Regions from separate parts of the Sus scrofa genome. Here region 2 is linked to region 1. A link is a contact called in public Hi-C data. All regions are on one chromosome and are shown on one strand. The core of a region is the stretch at or near the end of the contact, and the rest is flanking DNA. Distances in the headings are between cores, read along the strand shown. Region 1 holds the start of FIZ1 (flt3-interacting zinc finger protein 1). Region 2 holds the start of U2AF2 (U2 small nuclear RNA auxiliary factor 2).

Evidence for each region. A called contact is a pair of places that touch in the nucleus more often than the background predicts.
Region 2: a Hi-C map of liver shows a contact between it and region 1, with 6 times the contacts expected there. The contact joins the promoter of U2AF2 here to the promoter of FIZ1 in region 1. A contact is called at or near these places in 2 of 47 Hi-C or Micro-C datasets (both in liver) and 2 of 2 datasets of contacts at active chromatin or transcription factors (alveolar macrophages and skeletal muscle).

The regions. Positions count from the first base shown.
Region 1 is chr6:59,719,460-59,722,159 of Sscrofa11.1, reverse strand. It overlaps FIZ1 (flt3-interacting zinc finger protein 1), which reads left to right and starts at 1,349. Exons shown (of 3, transcript XM_021095044.1): 1 at 1,349-1,494. It overlaps ZNF524 (zinc finger protein 524), which reads right to left and starts at 1,404. Exons shown (of 2, transcript XM_021095048.1): 1 at 1,281-1,404.
Region 2 is chr6:59,772,939-59,775,638 of Sscrofa11.1, reverse strand. U2AF2 (U2 small nuclear RNA auxiliary factor 2) reads right to left here and starts at 1,449. Exons shown (of 12, transcript NM_001315804.1): 1 at 1,401-1,449. The coding sequence starts at 1,449.

The DNA of each region.
Region 1 (2,700 bases), core at 100-2,599:
AGTTCCCACCTCTGTAAAATGGATATGGTAGGGGTGTCAGAGGGCATATAGTAAACACCAAATAAACTACCACCATCAACACCACTGTCAGCAGCAGAGCCTCGGACCCTGGGACCGGGGTGAAGTAAAGGGGAGGGGAGGACAGCACAGGTGCAGTTAGGATTAGGGGCTGCAGGTACCACTGCACCCCATTAGAAAAGGCACTGACTGAGGTCCAGAGAAGGGCAACCACCTTTCCGTGAGGGCTTGGACTAGAACCCAGGACTCTGGAACGATGCCCCCGACCCTCTCCCGACTCCACCCGGGTGCAGGCGCACGCCCGTCCGATCCGACCGCGCGGGGCGGGCCCTGCGGGGTTGGCGGCCAATGAGCGGCGTCAGGCCGCAGACGGCGAGGGCCTCCAGAAGGGGGTCTGCGCGCGCGCACCCAGGCGGGCCGGCTCCGCGGGGCGCTGGGTCGGCGCGCGCGCGCGCCTCAGAGGGCGCGTGAGCAGGAGCAGGTTGGGGGGCGATCCAGGAGCGCGCGGCCGCGGGCCTCCCCTCCCTCCGCTCCCCTCCCCCAGCCCGGACCCCCGCCTCTCGGGTACCTCATTTGCATGTCGCCTGGGCTCGCGAGTGGGGGCGCGGGGGCGCGGGGCCGGCGCGTGGGAAGGGGCGGGGGCGAGGGGGCCCTGCTCCTCCGCGGCGCGCGCGCGCGCGGGACTGCCCCGCCCCTCGGAGCGGACGCCGAGCGGCCCCTCCCTCCCTCCTCCTCGCCGGGCCCGCGCCCGCCGGGAACAAAGGGGACGTGCTGGGTCCTAAGGGCCGGTCGAGTCGCCGCCGGCAAGCCGCGTCTGCGCACCCGTCGCCCTCGCTGGCCCCGAGCGGGAAATTATTCCACCAACACATCCCAAACACAGAGAAATATCTTTCCCCCCACAAAACACCAAACCGGGTGACCCAAAGAAAGGTACCGAAAGGACGAGGAGCGGGGAAATGGCCGCTCGCTCCCGTAATTAACATGGCGCCCTATGGGCTTCAAAGCACAAGATGGAGCCTGCGCTTTCCTCCTATCTCTGTCGCAGTCGGCGAACTTCTATTTCTCTCTTCTCCTGAGGCAACGCTACATCATACCTAGGAAGAGCCTGAGGTTGCTAAGAGGGAATCAAATCTGCCCTCATCTATGTTAACACCTGCTAGCGTCGACACCGCGGGGAGGAGGCCACCCGCGCTGAGCTTGTTGCCCTTACTCTGTATGGCGCTGGGAAGAGCCTAAGCCCCGCCCCCTCGCCATGCCCTCACCCAAGATGGCGCCACCCTGGCTTCTCTAACCTCCAGTGGCTGGGAAAGGGACGGGAAAAAGGGAGAAGGGAGGGCGGTGGGGAGGAGGGAAACCAAGAAGGCGGGAGAAAGGGGGAGTGCGGGGGAGAAGCGAGCCCAGGCGGAAGTCGAGGGGCCCCCCGGGTGGAAGTGACGCTGCCCCCGCTGCCCAAAATGTCGGCGCCCAGAGGGAGGTGTAAGTAATTAAAGAGGAAAGCCGACGGACTTTCCCGGCCTCCCGGGGCCGCCTCAGGGCTCCAGAACCCCTGCTCCGAACGAGCGAGGTGGACTCGCCCGCCTGCGGGTCTAGCTTGACCTGCCCCCGCCCCGGGTGCCCGGGGCTGCACCTTTTAGGGACAGGGGGGAGGGGCACAAAAGGTTGGCTCTCGGGACCTGGGTCCTCGAGCGGACTGGGGGGGGGGGCAATCCCAAGGGCGACTGGGTGGGGAGGAGGCGGGGCTTAGTGGTGACTGGGGCGGAGCAACGACTGGGAGGAGCCTTGGCGGGCGTGGTTTAGTGTGGGAGTGGGCGGGGCTATGGTGTAAGTGGGAGGAGCGTAGGCAAAGGGGTGCGGTTTGACAAAGGGGCGTGGCTCAGCAATAATAGGAGGAGGTCGAAGAGCCGTAGTCTGGGCTGAGCTGGGTAATGGGTTTCAGTGTGGATGTGGGAAGAGCTTATAGAGAAGGGGCGGAATTTGTTTAGGCAAGTTTTTTTCAGCAAGTGGTGGGCATAGTAAAGGAGTTGGGGTTTAAGAGTGTGATTCAGGGCTTGTTAGCGGAAATAGCACGTCTTTATAATGCAGGTAAAAAGTCTTCGGATGGGGAGGGTCTCTGAAAGGACTGAGAAGGCAAGAGAGGTAGATTGGAGGGAGGGTCTTGGAAAGGATGGGGCCTGCTTCAAGGCTGAGTTTAAAGGACAAATTGAAAGGGGTCTAGGAGGATCTTGGTGGGGAAGAGATGGCGGGACTTCAAGAGGACCTTGGAGGAACTTAGCAGACACTAGTAATGTAAACAGCTTACCTGTTGAGTCTGTTGTGCGCAGGCCTAAGTGAGCACGCAGCACGCTTGGCCACAATTTTGCTTAGATCTCATTACCACTCGAAGAGGTAGGTCCTCCTCTTATCCCTATTTCGCAGATAAAGGAATCTGTTGGGTTTATTCAAGTTTCCAGGACTAGTTATCTTCGCCCTGGAAGGCTGACTCTAGTGCGCTTAGCTCCAAATCTTGGTGCTTTCCTTGGCTAAGAATGGGAGTCTTCGTCTGAAGGTGACTCTCATCTTCAAAGAAGAGTGGGAGTGGCTCTCGGAGGGGAAGGGGCTTCCCGAAAACGGGGGGACTTTGGAAGAAGTAGGCGGGACCCGAACATGAGTGGGTGGGGCTTAGAGCGGAGCGGGAGTCCCATC
Region 2 (2,700 bases), core at 200-2,699, 53 kb before region 1:
AGCTAAAACCAAAGAAAGTTTTTCAAGCTTTCTGAGCCTGCTTCCTCCTCTGCAAAGGAAAGGAAGTCATGTCAGTCCCCCACGGCTGTTGACCATCTACTTAAATAAGCCGTGTAAAAGCTTAGCAAAGCACTATCAGTACTGCCATCACCATTGACTCCAGAAACCGGTAATAAAGACACATACCTATTTAACAGCCACTACACACAAGAAAAGGATTAAAAAAAAAAAAAAAAAGCATAGACGTGTTAAAGTTCCACAACTACTTAGCAACAAAGCAGGTACTAGAAGCCAAGTCTCCTCCCCTCCAAAGCCTGTGCTGTGAAGCGTTACAACGTGTACAGACACCCCGTGGGCACTCCGAAACCCGACTTCGTCTTCCCCAGGCGCTGTCTCCTCCTAAACCAGCCACCTGCTCCCAACTGCAGACTGGGCTGAAAGGGGAACCCCAGCGCCCCCCGCCCCCTGTGCAGTCCTCTGACCACAAGGAGCTTAGGCCTCGCGCTCGCCACCTCCTCCAGGCCTAAGTTTGTTCTAACATTCGTGGGGTGTCCAAACTAGTCGGCACTAGCTCGGCCTCCTACTTGGACTCCGCATCACCGGAGGGACTTTGCCTCCCATCCTCCCAACTGAGCTAAGTCTCCCTACTCGCTCCGAGCCTGTCTCTTTATCGCCACGTTGAAAAGGCGGACACACGCGGCGCCCGGAGGGTGGGCTCGTACAGAACAGGGGACCTGTCTAACTGAGGAGATATGGGGGGCAGACACGCCACACTGTGCCTGGCGCGACGGCGCGAGGGAGAACCGCGTGCGGGAGGAACACTGAAAACGCACAGTGCGGACCTCTCCCAGGAGACACCGCATCACCCACGTTAGGCTGGAAGGGACCCCGGCGACTAGCCCCCAGGAAAGGCGCGAAGGGCGGCGGTGCGAGAAGGGCCCACACCGCGGCCCTGCATGCGCCCACGTGAAGGGGGGCTCCAACCGCCATTTTGGAACAAAGGGGGCGTGGAGACACCGGCCGCGGGCCCGGCCGGAAGCGGAAGTGCGAGGGCATCGGGAGAAAAGGAGGGGTTGCGGGACCCAATCTACATAATCTCCTTTCCAAATTAAAAAAATAGAAAATAAGTCCGCAACGGACTCCCGACAGCCTGCGGCGCCCGCGCCACCCGCGCCGGGGGCCACGTGGGGCGCGGAACCGAACGCGGCGCGCATGCGCCCGCCGCCCCCTCCCCTCCCGCGCGGCGGCACGCCGGGCGGTCACGTGAGTAAGGCGCGCACCGCGGGGTGGGGGGGCGCCGTGCGGGCCTAAGGGGGGGAAGCGAGGGGGAAAATGGCGGGGGACACAGGGGGAAGCCGAGAGCCGCCCCGCCCGCCGCCCCGCACCCCCGGCGCCCTCACCTTGCTTATTCTCGTTGAGCTGCCGCTCGAACTCGTCGAAGTCCGACATGCTGAGGCGGCCGCGTAGGGCCCTGTGTAGCTCTCGCCTCGCCTTGCCGCGCGCCCGATCCGGCCGCTTCGGCTACTTCCGCCGCTTGCTTCGGCTACTTCCGGCCGCCGCCGGCGTTCCACCGCCTCCTACCTAATCAAGCCCCTGCCGCCCGCCCAGCCCCGCCCCGGCTCCGCCCCTCTCCCCGCCGGCCCGCCCACGAGGCGCACCTCCCCCCAGGGCCTGGCTCCGAAACGCGTCGGCTATTTCCGGACCGTGGAGGAGCGAAGGGAGAGGCGACTTCGGCTGCTTCCGAAAACACCCGAAGCGAGGGTTTCGCAGGCTTCTCAGGTTTTCGTAACTTTTCGGATAGTAGCTCTTCAACGTTCGGATGTTTCCGTAGGTCCTCGCATTCCTAGCACCCAGACTCCCCACTTAGAATTCAGCTTCTTCCAAGAACTCAAACCGTCCGTCTTTGGCTGCTTCCACGGATTCTACCCTCTCTTTCCCAACGGCCCTGTCCAAGCAATCGGCCACTTCCGACAATCCTAACCGTCCCGGATTTCGGCACTTTCCGAAGGTCTCTGGCGCTCCCCCTCGGGCCCAACCAGAGATTAAACCCGTTTCCAAACTTCGGCTCTTTCCGGAGATTCCAAGAGCAACCTCCTCCCCCTTTCGGAGAACTTCGGCTCCTTCCGCCACCGCCTGGGGAAGGACTCACAGCAGACACCTTCGGCTTTTTCCGTGGGCGCTTCGGCTCCTTCCGGCTCCGGGAACCAAAAAGGGAGGGAGGACAGAGGCGAGGTGGGTCAGGGGAAAGGAAAAGAAGAGGCAGGGTCTCGGCTCTCAGCACCCGGCTCTCCCTGTGGGGCGATGGGAGGAAAAGAAGGACCGATGTTGAGAAGCGCCTAAGAAGGTTTCGCGAGACAAAAGCAGCCAGCGGAGTGAAGAGTGCGCGCGGCTGCTGCGGAGGTTGCCAGCGCGGCTTTGTGCGCATGCGCAAAGTGGAAGGGGCGAGCGCGAGAGAGCCTCTGCGCCTGCGTAGAGATCGGTCTGAACCGAGACCTCTCACTGTTCGGAGAGGGGGGGCGGGTCGTCGGGGCCACAGCCCGAGCGCGCGTGCGCGAGATTTCCTTCCTCCAGGGAAGGGACTACATTCCCGACCGTTGAGCAAGGCCGCCCCCTTGCGGTTGCCGTGGCAACCACACAAGCGAGCGTTCCCCCCCCCAACCGCGCCGACGCTGCTAGCCACGCAGCGGGCACTTCCGGGAG